Linked DNA regions of Sus scrofa: region 2 is linked to region 1. The links are chromatin contacts, called in public Hi-C maps. All regions are on one chromosome and are shown on one strand. Each heading gives the region's core, a stretch centred on a gene start, on an enhancer-like site or on the middle of the called end of the contact. The rest is flanking DNA. Distances are from core to core; before and after follow the strand shown.

Region 1 (6,558 bases), core at 2,469-4,968:
AAAAGAATCTTACAGAAAGGCAAATATTCTAAGATATCACTTATATGTGAAATTAAAAAAAATGATATAAATGCACTTATTCGGAGTTCCCACTGTGGCGCAACGGAAACGAACTTGACCAGGATCCATGAGGTTGCGGGTTCAACCCCTGGCCTTGCTCAGTGGCTTAAGGATCCAGCATTGCCATGAGCTGTGGTGTAGGTCACAGACACGGCTTGATCTGGTGTTGCTATGACTGTGGTGTAGGCTGGCAGCTGCAGTTCCGACTTGACCCCCTAGCCTGGGAACCTCCATTATGCCACGGGTGCAGCCCTAAAAAAAACAGAAAAAGAAGTAGTAAGAATATGTGTACAGTTACAATTATAACAAAGGCAGACGCAAAAAGACCCCAGGAAGTCTTTTTGAGAACTTTAAGAGAAAAAGACATTTTCAGGCAAAAAAAGGATATGCCAAGACACAGCACAATTGCCAAGGAACTGGCAATTAGTTTTTTTTTTTTTTTCCCTCATTATAGTTGATGACAATTAGTTGGGAAATGCTGAAGATTAGTTTGAGAAAAAGAAAATAAGGAGAGAGATGATGATTTTGGAGAGGAAGGTAAGAGACAAATTATGAAAAGCCCTGAATATTACTAACGAAATCTGGATTTGGGCGTTCCCCTTGTGGAAACGAATCCGATTAATATCCATGAGAAGACAGGTTCGAACCCTGGCCTCGCTCAGTGGGTTAAGGATCCGGCGTTGCCGTGGGCTGTGGTGTAGGTCACAGACGTTGCTGTGGCGTAGGCCAGCAGCTGTAGCTCCAATTGGACCCCTAGCCTGGGAACCTCCATATGCTGCAGGTGCAGCCCTAAAAAGCAAAAAAAAAAAAAAAAAAGAAATCTAGATTTTATTCTTCAGGTTAACAGGGAACCACAAAGGAGTGTGAGGCAAAAGAGTTGATGAAATAAGATCTGTATTTAGAGAAATATGCTATGGCCACATGAATAATTAACACTGACTCAATATACTTGTGCACAGAAATCTACATATGACCCTAAAGAACCTATAATTTAAATACTGTCAGGGGCATTCCCGTTGTGGCACAATTGAAATGAATCTGACTAGGAACCATGAGGTTGTGGGTTCAATCCCTGGCCTCGCTCAGTGGGTTAAGGATCCAGCGTTGCCGTGAGCTATGGTGTACGTTGCAGATGTGGCTCGGATCTGGTGTTGCTGTGGCTATGGTGTAGGCCAGCAGCTGTAGCTCCAATTCAACCCCTAGCCTGGGAACCTCCATATGTGGGTGCTTTTTAGGCCTGCACCCCTGTGCGTGCAGGCCTAAAAAGCACAAAAAAAAAAAAAAAAAAAAAGGAAAAGAAAGGAAGAAAATATTGCCCAGTTATAGCCAACCCAGTTAGCCCAAGATGGCCTCTCCGGAATAAAATGATGATTAAGAAATTTTTTTTTTTGTCTTTTGCCTTTTAAGGGCCGCACCTGAGGCGTATGGAGGTTCCCAGGCTAGGGGTCCAATCCTATGCCACAGCCACAGCAATGCCACATCCGAGCCGAATCTGCAACCGACACCACAGCTCATAACAATGCCGGATCCTCAACCCACTGAGCCAGGCCAGGGATCGAACCCGCAACCTCATGGTTCCTAGCCAGATTCGTTTCTGCTGCACCACGGTGGGAATGCCAAGAAATTTTTATTCTAATAGTGACCCCCAGCTATCTCAGACACTTACGACAATTGTGAGGCCACATTCTTCTTCAGTCGCTCAGCTCTCTGTGCCAGTCCTTCCTTAGAAAGAGATGATATCCGGGCATCACCCTCAGGAGGAACATAGGCATCAAAGATACCAGCTGTAAAGAGAGGAGAAAACTAAGAAAGCATTGAAAGATTGAGAAAAAGTCATCTTGAGGTCATAAAAAAAATTGGGAGCCCTTCTGGATACAAAACAGACTAATGAAATAGACTTCCCGTGTAGAAGGTTTTATGCTGCATTAGAAAAAGTAGAATAAGGTAATTTTAGTCTTCTCTCAGAGCTTCTTCTTATACAAAATGGAGAAGTTTTACCCGCCAGGTAAAAGGCCACTTCAATGAATAATTTAAAAGCACAGTCAAAGATAACCTCATAAAATGTAGTGTATGTTAATTATTGAAGCTGAACTTAATCTGTGGTTAATTAAATGCTCTCAATCATAGCCCAAATAAGGAGTTCCCGTCATGGCTCAGTGGCTGACGAATCTGACTAGGAACCATGAGATTGTGGGTTCGATCCCTGGCCTCACTCAGTGGGTTAAGGATCTGGCATTTCTGTGAGCTGTGGTGTAGGTCGAAGACATGGTTCAGATCCCGAGTTGTTGTGGCCCTGGTGTAGGCTGGTGGCTACAGCTCTGATTCCACCCTAAGCCTGGGAACCTCCATGTACTGCAGGAGTGGCCCAAGAAATTGCCAAAAGACAAAAAGCCAAAAAAAACAAAAAACAAAAAATCATAGGCCAAATCATTCTACTCTCCAAGAAAATCTCTGACAAAAGGGGACTGGGTCTGGGTCTCAGAAATACCATGTCTCACCTGTACAGGCTAGATGTATGGGGCGCTCCAAACGTTCATGAGGTATGACCAGTCCTGCTTTCCGGGCATGTTCTACAAACTCCTTCTCTGATTTGTACTTGGGTTGATAGGTAGGGGGTGTGAAACGTTTTTTAGTTCTCACTGGAACTACTGCTGTGGACTGAGTCACCAAGACTGGCTGGAGGATAGCAGAAAAAGGTTAGATAATCAATCTTGCACAAATTCTAAGCAGAGATAGAAAGGGCACATCCAAAAAATGACTTAGGAACAATTATAAAGCCACATGTCACAAGGGGAAATGCACTACTATCTTAACAATTATGGCTGTCCCTTACTAAAAGGCAGTAAGTAACTTTACTAACACAACCCAATGTTTACGCATGGCTTTCCTTTAGTACTTTCCATGGCACAGGACTATGCCAAACCCCTGGGATGCAGAGTTGATGAAAGCAAGGCTTTTGCTTTCAAAGAACATTCAGTCTGATGGGGAACTTAAACACCAACTCTTTGGTATCTCCTCTACATTTACTCAGATTACATTCTATTGAAAGCCTCACTGTAAACTTTACTCTGTCGCTCTAGCTCCTAAGTGATCAATAACCCTTTCAAAGGCCAGGTTTCTTCTCTCTGATCATGAGGTTTCTTCAGGCAGGTACGAGACTCTCTCCTGTACAGCCACTGTGCAATTGAAATATTTATAAAAATAAAAGGGAAGCGAGCCCACCTTCCAAACCATTCTCTCCCCTTTAACACCTTCACGCTCGTCTGACCCAGACTTAACGGGAGAAACCTTAATCCTCGAGAAACTGCTCGCTCTCATGGCCATACCGAGGCTCTCACCACTCAGCCACACAGCTCAGTAGCTGTGTCCCGTTTACCTCAACTCTTCCCTAGCCTAGGTACGACTCATATCATCCAAACTCACGAAGGACAACTGCAAAGCGAGTATTTCTCTCTACTCTCTCCTACTCCTCCAGCCCCAAGAGTCCTATCCACCCCCGTCCCTACCCACCTGCCGAGACCACCATCCTAAAACCCTGGGTAAGCAAGACAAGCCCCGTGTTACGGGGGCTGCCATTTTGCTCGCGCAAAGGCAGCTGGGATGGAGACTGAAAGTGATGCGCCTGGGGCAGGAAAGAAGGCGCAAAGGGTGGAGCTAGCGCGGCCGTGGAATTTTCCAGGGCGCGCGCCCTCCTCCAAAGTGCGAGAGGCGCGAACGCGCACGTGCACGTCTGGGAGGGGGGCGGGGTGGGGGAGTGGAGTAGGGCTGCGCCTGCGTGGTAAGACGGCGTTGGGGGCAGGGGGAAGCACGGTTGTCACGCGCCAAGCGGAGGGCGCGGAGCCAGAGCTGCGCTTGCGCACCAGGCGTTCTGGCGGCCGGGAGTTACTCCCTTCCTGTAAAATTGGCACGTTGCTGCACCTTGCTTCTAGTCCGTGAAGAATGAGAAGCTGTTTCTCTTCTGAGACAAGTGTTTTTCTTCAGTGCCTACTTGGATCTTAGGAATGGCAAAAATGACTGGGTTCTGGGTCTGGGTCCGTCCTCGGACAACCTTAAGGCGGAGTTAACAATATAGTATTTATATGGAATAATATAGTTTTCCCAATCTGTACCGTGTGAAGGATAATAGTCTTTCTTACCATCAAATTAAGGTAGTTAATGACTATTGTGTTTATTGAAACAAAAGACGCATGGACTGATAAAAACATCTGTCTTTTTGGGACGGAGGTACAGAGGTACCTGTAGCACTTGCTTAGGCATTGCCAGGCAATTCGCTAAGCATTTTACATTTATTTACTCAATCATCAACGTAGGAGTAATACTCGTTTACATATGAACTTGGGCAGCACAGAAATTATGTAATTTTTCTAAGGTCACACAGCTAAGAACTAGAAGAATTGGGATTCACGTTCAAGCAGTCTAATTCTAGAACCCATTCACTGACTGCTACCTTGTACTGCTTCAGTAATCATTGCCGAAAGGCAAACACTTTCTATACTTAACTTTACGGTTTTATCTCATTTTGCCAATTAATTTTTTTTTTTTTTTTGTCTTTTTTGTTGTTGTTGTTGTTGTTGCTATTTCTTGGGCCGCTCCCGCGTCCCGCGGCATATGGAGGTTCCCAGGCTAGGGGTTGAATCGGAGCTGTAGCCACCGGCCTACGCTGGAGCCACAGCAACGCGGGATCCGAGCCGCGTCTGCAACCTACACCACAGCTCACGGCAATACCGGATCGTTAACCCACTGAGCAAGGGCAGGGACCGAACCCTCAACCTCATAGTTCCTAGTCGGATTCGTTAACCACTGCGCCACAACGGGAACTCCTTTTTTTTTTTTTTTTTTTTTTTGGTCTTTTTAGGGCTGCACCTGCAGCATATGGAAGGTCCCCCGCTAGGGGTCGAATTGGAATTGGAGCTGTAGCCCCTGGCCTATACCGCAGCCACAGCAACACCAGATCCAAGCTGCGTCTGCAAACTACACCACAGCTCAGGGCAACGCCAGATCCTTAACCCACTGAGTGAGGCCAGGGATCGAACCTGAAATCTCATGATTCCTAGTTGGATTCATTTCTGCTGAGCCATAATGGGAACTCCAAACATGAACTTTTTTCTCCACTGGTTTTCCTGACAAAGCGAAGAAATTCTACTCCGTGACGAATGGTTATTAATATGGAACACTGATATAGTCTATCTGGGATTATCTGCTTCACTGTTGAGTTTTATGTTTGATTTACATGGTAGCCAACACATCCCATATCATCTTTGCCTGCCCTCTAATCAATTTTTCAGGGAATGAAGACTTGTTCCATATCAACCTGAATGAAATAAGGGGAGTCAATCTCGGTTAATTCATTCTGAGATGAATTACAAGTGGGCTTTATTAGCTGCTCTTTTGGAAAATTCATATTATCTTCCCATCTCATTAACTCCATGGACAACTGGGAGCTGTCTGCTGGGGACGTGACACTAAAAGAATATTTCTTGGAGTTCCTGTCATGGTTCAGTGGTTAACGAATCTGACTAGGAACCATGAGGTTGCAGGTTTGATCCCTGGTCTCGCTCAGTGGGTTAAGGATCTTACTTTGTTGTGGCTGTGGTGTAGGTTGGCAGCTACAGCTCCGATTGGACCCCTAGCCTGTGAACTTCCATATGCTGTGGGTGTGGCCCCAGAAAAGCCAAAAAAAAAAAAAAAAAAAGAATATTTCTTAATCCTACAACCCCAGTAGCTCACTTTCAGGAGAAGCAAGGTAAGAGCAAGAAAAGGAAACCCACTGTGTCATTAGAGGAAGGAATAAGGTGGTTAGGGCTCAGCCTTGCAAAGAACAGTCTTGCACGTAGTAAATAGTCAAATATTTATTCAATAAATAGATCACTAGAATCCCAGATAAAATATGGTTAGGCAGAAGGCAAAGTTGATTTCCTGTTTCTCTAAATACAGGGAGTTCCTGGAATCTTTTTGTCTTATTGAAATTAAAGTGGATCCAAAGAAAATAGGATAGCCCATGAGCAGTGAGATATGTGCAATATTTGCACTCTCCCCCCACCTGCCCTGTGGCAGATAGGATATCAAAAATTAGAAACTCTGAAATTCTGCCTAGTAATTGACATTCTAGGAGAGGCACAGTTCATTTGTTTATTTATTTTTGCTTTTTTTTTTTTTTTTTTGTCTTTTTGCCTTTTCCAGGGCCGAACCATTGGCATATGGAGGTTCCCAGGCTAGAGGTCTAATCGGAGCTGTAGCCACCGGCCTACACCACAGCCACAGCAACTAAGATCCAAGCTGTGTCTGCGACCTACACCACAGCTCACAGCCACGCCGGATCCTTAACCCACTGAGCAACGCCAGGGATCAAACCCGCATCCTCATGGTTCTTAGTTGGATTCATTAGCCACTGAGCCACGACGGGAACTCCTTATTTTTGCTTTTTAGGGCCGTACCCTTGGTGTATGGAGGTTCCCAGGCTAGGGGTCCAATCAGAGCTACAGCTGCTGGCCTACATCA
Region 2 (6,256 bases), core at 135-2,634, 38 kb after region 1:
TCTTTCTTTTTTTTTTTTCTGGCCGAGTCTGGCAAGTAGAAGTACCCAGGCCAGGGATGGAACCCGTGTCGCGTCACAGCAGTGACCCCAAACCATGGCAATGACAAAGTCGGATCCTAAACTCGCTGTGCCACAAGGAAACTCTGCCACATAATATTTCTATCGGACAATGCTGGTCCAGTACAACTTTCAGCACTGAGTTTTGAAAATTAAGGGGTTCTACATAAGAAGGTTCTATAAAGGAATATGGGGATCCTTTATGAGGGTATCCTGACACCTTAAAATATGTATTTGAATACGTACACATTTAAATATATACATACACACACACACACACACACACACACACATACATTTTTTTCATGGGCACCTGAGGCATATGGAAGTTCCTGGGCCAGGGACTGAGCAGCTCTGCAAGGTCCTTTAATCCACTGCGCTGCTGTAGTTGGGTTCTTTTTTTTTTTCCTTTTTTCTTTTCCCCATGCAGGCACATGGAGTTACCAGCCAGAGATCAGATTGGAGCTGCAGGTGTGAGCTATGTTGCACCTGAGGCAATGCTGAATAATTTAACCCTCAGTTTGGGGCTGGTAATCGAACCTGTGTCCTGGGGGTGCAGAGACCCTGCCCTTCTCTTTCTGCCACAGCAGGAACTCCTGCAGAGGGATCCTTAACCCACTACACCATAGTGGGAACTCCCTAATTAATATACATTTATACTAAAAAACATATACCTTAATTTGTGAGATAGCTACAAAACTGAGGGAACCACAATACACCTTTAAGGAGTCCACAATTGGTAAAGGGTATTTTATTTAAAAAAAAGCGGAAACAAAGATGAAAGCAGGGGGGAAAAAGGTGAAACATACCTTATTTTTGAACATTAAATCATGGAAACAAAAATCTAACTTTTGAAATCTCTCAAAGGTCCAAATCGCATTGGTTCCAGTAATATGGATTATTAGAAGTTTTCCAACAAAACTTTTCCTATCATTCCGTGAAATTGTGACTTAACAGAAATAGTTATGGCCAAAGAGGCTCCAATCAAGGCTCTCTGCTGATCTGGAGGTTAAAAATCTAGTTTGGGGTTTTGCTCTGAATTGATTTTTAACATTGTGGCCTGACTGCACTGATCAACCCGCATAGGCTTCAATTTCCAAAGCCAGCTCGGCGTGGTGAGGGGGCAACTCAGGGCTTTCCCTCGGCTTCTCAAACCCGTCCGGGCGCCTCCTGCCTCTCAAACGGTCTGTATGCCGCAGCATGCAGACAGGTGCAGCGCCAGGAGCCGCCTCCCGCCCCCAGAGCGCGCCCGCGACCCCGCACTCTCCCGCTCCGCCGGCCGAGCCCTCGCCGCCCCACCCCCTGCTCCAGCGCGCGCGCGCACACCGGGCGGAGGCGCGCCCGCCCGGCGGGGCCGCGCACGCAGCTGCTGCCGCCGCAGCCGCCTCCCTCCCTCCTTGCTGGCCCTCCTCCCCTTCCCTCCCCTCCGCCCCCTTCCCCGTAGGCAGCCGGCCCGCCAGCCCGCCCGCCCGCCCGCACTGCCTCCCTCCCGGCCCCTGGCGCTCGGGCTGGGTCTCTCCCCCGCCCCCAGGCTCTCCCAGTCGCTCTCCTCAGGCGGTCGCCCGCGCTCGGTGGATGTGGCTGGCAGCCGCCGCCCCCTCCCTCGCTCGCCGCCTGCTCTTCCTCGGCCCTCCGCCTCCTCCCCTCCTCCTTCTCCTCCTCAGCCGCTCCTCTCGCCGCCGCCGCCGCCTCCACAGCCTGGGCCTCGCCGCGATGCCGGAGAAGAGGCCCTTCGAGCGGCTGCCTGCCGATGTCTCCCCCATTAACTACAGCCTTTGCCTCAAGCCCGACTTGCTGGACTTCACCTTCGAGGGCAAGCTGGAGGCCGCCGCCCAGGTACGGCGACCCTCGGACGCCGGAGGCGAGCTGCCGGGCAAGCGGTTAGGCCGCGCCCGCGGGCTGGGCTGGGGGCCTGGCCCGGCGGGCGGGCGGGCCTGGCCTCTGCGGGCCTGGGTTTGGGGGAGGCCGGCTTGGGGACCGGCGCGCCCCTCTGGGGCGGCCGGGGGGCGCCCGGGCGGGTGTGCTCTGCCCTGTTGGGCTAGGACTAGGGCCTCGTTGCGGGGAGCGCCGCGGGAACCCACAGCACACCTGTGTGGGGTTCCCCCCGACCCCGGCCCTTCCAGGCTGGCTAGTGTTGTGGGAGAGGCTGGAGGGTGTTGGGGAGGCCAGAGGAGTCATCAGAGTCTCCGCTCGGCCTCCTGACTCAGTTCTTTTCTCTCGTTCTCCTCACGCCCCACGGAGGACACATTGGAAGGGGTGGTCGTCTGGGACTCCCGGCTGCCGCGCGTTAGCTCGGCAGAGAGATTCTAGAAGGGGGAAGAGAGTGAGAAGGAGAATGTTAATCCCGGGCAGCCTTGCCGAGTTCTCCCCGCCTGCTCCGGCCCAGGGGCTGGGTTTCTAAGATGATCCGCCCCCTCCCCCTTCCCCTTCCCCTCCAGTGACAGTGCAGCAGTGACTTTGTTCTCCTAACCTCTAGAGAAGCCGAAGGAGGACCCCTTCTCCGCTTTTCCTCCCATCTTCCTAGCTTTGCAGCCTTTGAAGCAGGTGGATGTATTGCTACAAGCGAAGGTTGCTTAGCAGTACCGTCCTCTGAAAGAGGCTATTAGTTTTAGCATACCACCGGTGAAAATATTCCATTACTCTTCATTGCAGTTTTTGGTGAATCATGCTTCCCCCCGCCCCTTCCCCCGCAGATTATCTAAAGTATTGTTTGATTTTGGAGACCTCTAGTATTGATGCTCTACAAAGGTCCGGGACAATAGACATTTGTGACACCACGTTATATGATGTGCTGAGTGAAGTTTGTAATGAAAAAATGGGAACTGTTTAGCAGTTATCTTTAAAAAGAATGATGGTAAATATATTTTGTTTTCATTTCTTTTCCTACTGCAGTCAGGAGGAGAAATCAGTAGGCCTCATCCTTAAAGAACGGGGTGTATCTATCAGTGAAGTGAAAGCAATGAAGGCTGATGTAGTTGTTCCAGTGAATTGAAAGTTGGCAGTTGTTTTTGAAAGCTGAGTACTCAGACTGAAATAGGTCCAAAAGTGCAGAATTAAAAAGTGTACTATGAGGTTGGGGTGCTTATATGAGAGCATGAGGGCCTGTGGTCTGGCTGCATGAAAAGGCAAAACTTACTCCTGTGTAAGTCAGGTGATTTTAAAATTTTCCATTAAGAATATGAATCAGAATGAGTACATCTTGGGTCTAAATTAGGATTTGAGAAGGTTATTTGGGAGACTGTTTATTTAAGCCAAGTGACTAGAGTGTTTGATATATATTGGCTGGGGGCAGATGGGAGGGATTGTAAACAGTAGTGTCTTGTGACTTGGCAAACCTTCTAGAAGAAGGATCCTCCCAGCAATAAGGAGTTCACATTATGTGAAAAGACTAACATTAAAAAAAAAAAAAAAAAAAGAAACTAATTTGTTTCTTTAACCCAATAGTTGATTTACCTACCCCATAATGGGTTCATAATTTTGAGAGGTATACATATTTAGGGAAAATTTTCAGAAAAAAGTCAATAAAATATTTTCAAATGATTTTTTTTTAATTAGGAAGTGACATTTTTAAGTGTCAGGGAAGAACAGCAAGCAGTGACATGCTCCTCCTTACCCTTTTTCTTTTGCTTTTTGAAAGAAATGAGAAAAAAAAAATGAGAAATATGTGGAAGACTGGTTTGGGCCATTGAGGGAGCACATGGTAGTGTACTAGGTAAGAGCAGGGACTAGTTAATTTAATTTGATACAAGGAAATAATTAAATCTTTTTAGTAACATGAAGTTTTCAAAGTTTCTTTTCAGAAATTTTTTTCAGACTAAGTGGCAGCAGAGATGAAAGATGGCATGATAGTGAATTCTAACAGATTTTTAGGAGTTCCTGTTGTGGCTCAGTGATAATGAACCCAACTAGTATCCATGAGGATGCAGGTTCAATCCCTGGCCTTGCTCAGTGGGTTAAGGATCCGGCATTGCCATGAGCTGTAGTGTAGGTGACGTGGCTCAGATCTGGCATTGCTGTGGCTGTGACATAGGCTGGCAGCTGCAGCTCCAGTTGGACCCCTAGCCTGGGAACTGCCATATGCTGCAGGTGCGGCGCTAAAACAAACAAACAAAAAACAGGTTTTTATTATTAAAGGATAATTGCACTTTTTATTCGTACACATTGCCGTTTTTGGTAGTGCAAAGAGTTAACAATGGTAAAAAGCATGTGTTGATGTTTTTTTGAAATCCATAGTTTAGAGCAGTAAGTTTAACTTGTGGCTTAGGTGGTATCTGATTGTGGATATCTAAATATGGACATGGAGTTCCTGTCGTGGTGCAGTGGTTAACAAATCTGATTGGGAACCATGAGGTTGCGGATTCGATCCCTGGCCTTGCTTAGTGGGTTGAGGATCCAGCGTTGCTGTGACCTGTGGTGTAGGTTGCAGATGCGGCTCGGATCTGGTGTTGCTCTGGCTCTGGCATAGGCTGGTGGCTACAGCTCTGATTAGACACCTAGCCTGGGAACCTCCATATGCTGGGGGACCGGCCCTAGAAAAGGCAAGAAAAAAAAAAAAAGAAATATGGACAAAATAACTTGTATTGGGCCAGTTCTCTAACAGTTTGGAATAACATTGCACAAAGTATGCAAATTGCTTGGTTGCTTTAGTTGCAAAATTTTATGATAAGTGCAGAGTATTTGTACAGGTTACATATTAGAAACTTAGTCGATTTTTAACCTGATTTGGGGTGTGGATTCCTGAAGAAGACGAAAATTAGCCAATGTGTACTGATTTAAAAAGTGACTGTCTTTTGCATAAGTGAGTGTGGTCTAATTCATTCAGCAGGTTTTGAAAATATGTTATCATAGGCTTAGAGAAATGGGACATTCCTTTTCCTTTACATTAGGATATTTGAGAGGAACAGATTTTTGTAGCTATTTCAAATTGTGTCTCTTTGTGGATAATTAATTAAAAATAGACTAAAAGTTTACATCAGTGGCTGCAGTTCGTAGTTATGAGTGTATAGTGATTTTTTTTTTTTTTTTTTGCTATTTCTTTGGGCCGCTCCCGCGGCATATGGAGGTTCCCAGGCTAGGGGTCAAATCGGAGCTGTAGCCCCCGGCCTACGCCAGAGCCACAGCAATGCAGGATCCGAGCCGCGTCTGCAACCTACACCACAGGTCACGGCAATGCCGGATCCTTAATCCACTGAACAAGGCCAGGGACCGAACCCGCAACCTCATGGTTCCTAGTTGGATTCGTTAACCACTGCGCCACGACGGGAACTCCTGTATAGTGATTTTTATAGTAATTCTTTATGGAAATATTTTACCTGTGCCAGAGAAATTAACTTCATCCTTCAAGGCCAGGAGTCAGGATATACTAAATGATCCCTGGCCTTCGCTAGTCATGTTGGTGATGATTAAATTGGCACTTAGAGGAGAGTTACAGATACAGTAGATTGTTTGGCAGGCTAAAACTTGGCACTTAAATGGATGTTATTGTTAATTCTGTGTTACAGAATTTTCTGACCAAATTTTGCATATTTTCTACACAGTCATTTTGGCAGGTTCTTTTAAATTACTTAAAAAGATAAAATTAATTTGCCCAGCCTTGTACTCGATCACTCAATGGTCCTAAGAACTTAAGTTTGAAAGACTGAGCGTAAGGAATTTAATCTATTCAGACTTTCATGTTTCTTGAAATTTATCTATGAGGAGACACCTAAATATAAGAAACTTTTGTATGGTAAGCTTTATCCAGAATCATCTGGCAATGAATTCTTCAGTGAATTTTCCAGATATCTGAAGCTTACCCTTTGAGGCAGTTGGACTTTATGTACTGATTTGATGGAAATATTTATTTTTTAAAACTCTATATTAGAGTTTCCGTCGTGGCGCAGCGGAAATGAATCCCGACTAGGAACCATAAGGTTTCCGGTTCCATCCCTGGCCTTGCTAAGTGGGTTCAGGATTGGCATTGCCATGAGCTGTGGTGTAGGTCGCAGATGTGGCTCAGATCTGGTGTTGCTGTGGCTCTGGCATAGGCCAGCAGCAACAACTCCAATTAGACCCCTAGCCTGGGAACCTCCATATGCCGCGGGTGCGGCCCTAAAAAGACAAAAAAAAAAAAAATCCTCATAATCTAAGTTTGTTTGTTTGTTTAGGTTTCTTTTTCTTTTTCTAAATACTGAACAGCAATCTGAACATATCATTGATA

Evidence for each region. Hi-C and Micro-C count contacts between places; a contact is called where the count stands out from the background.
Region 2: a contact with region 1 is called in a Hi-C map of alveolar macrophages, with 1.7 times the contacts expected there. The contact joins the promoter of NPEPPS here to the promoter of MRPL45 in region 1. A contact is called at or near these places in 1 of 5 promoter capture datasets (liver), 15 of 47 Hi-C or Micro-C datasets (alveolar macrophages, embryonic fibroblasts, epiblast stem cells and 7 more) and 2 of 2 datasets of contacts at active chromatin or transcription factors (alveolar macrophages and skeletal muscle).

The regions. Positions count from the first base shown.
Region 1 is chr12:23,762,758-23,769,315 of Sscrofa11.1, forward strand. MRPL45 (39S ribosomal protein L45, mitochondrial) reads right to left here and starts at 3,719. Exons shown (of 8, transcript XM_021067079.1): 1 at 3,571-3,719; 2 at 2,559-2,736; 3 at 1,727-1,844. The coding sequence starts at 3,636.
Region 2 is chr12:23,803,455-23,809,710 of Sscrofa11.1, forward strand. NPEPPS (puromycin-sensitive aminopeptidase) reads left to right here and starts at 1,385. Exons shown (of 23, transcript XM_003131527.5): 1 at 1,385-1,893. The coding sequence starts at 1,633.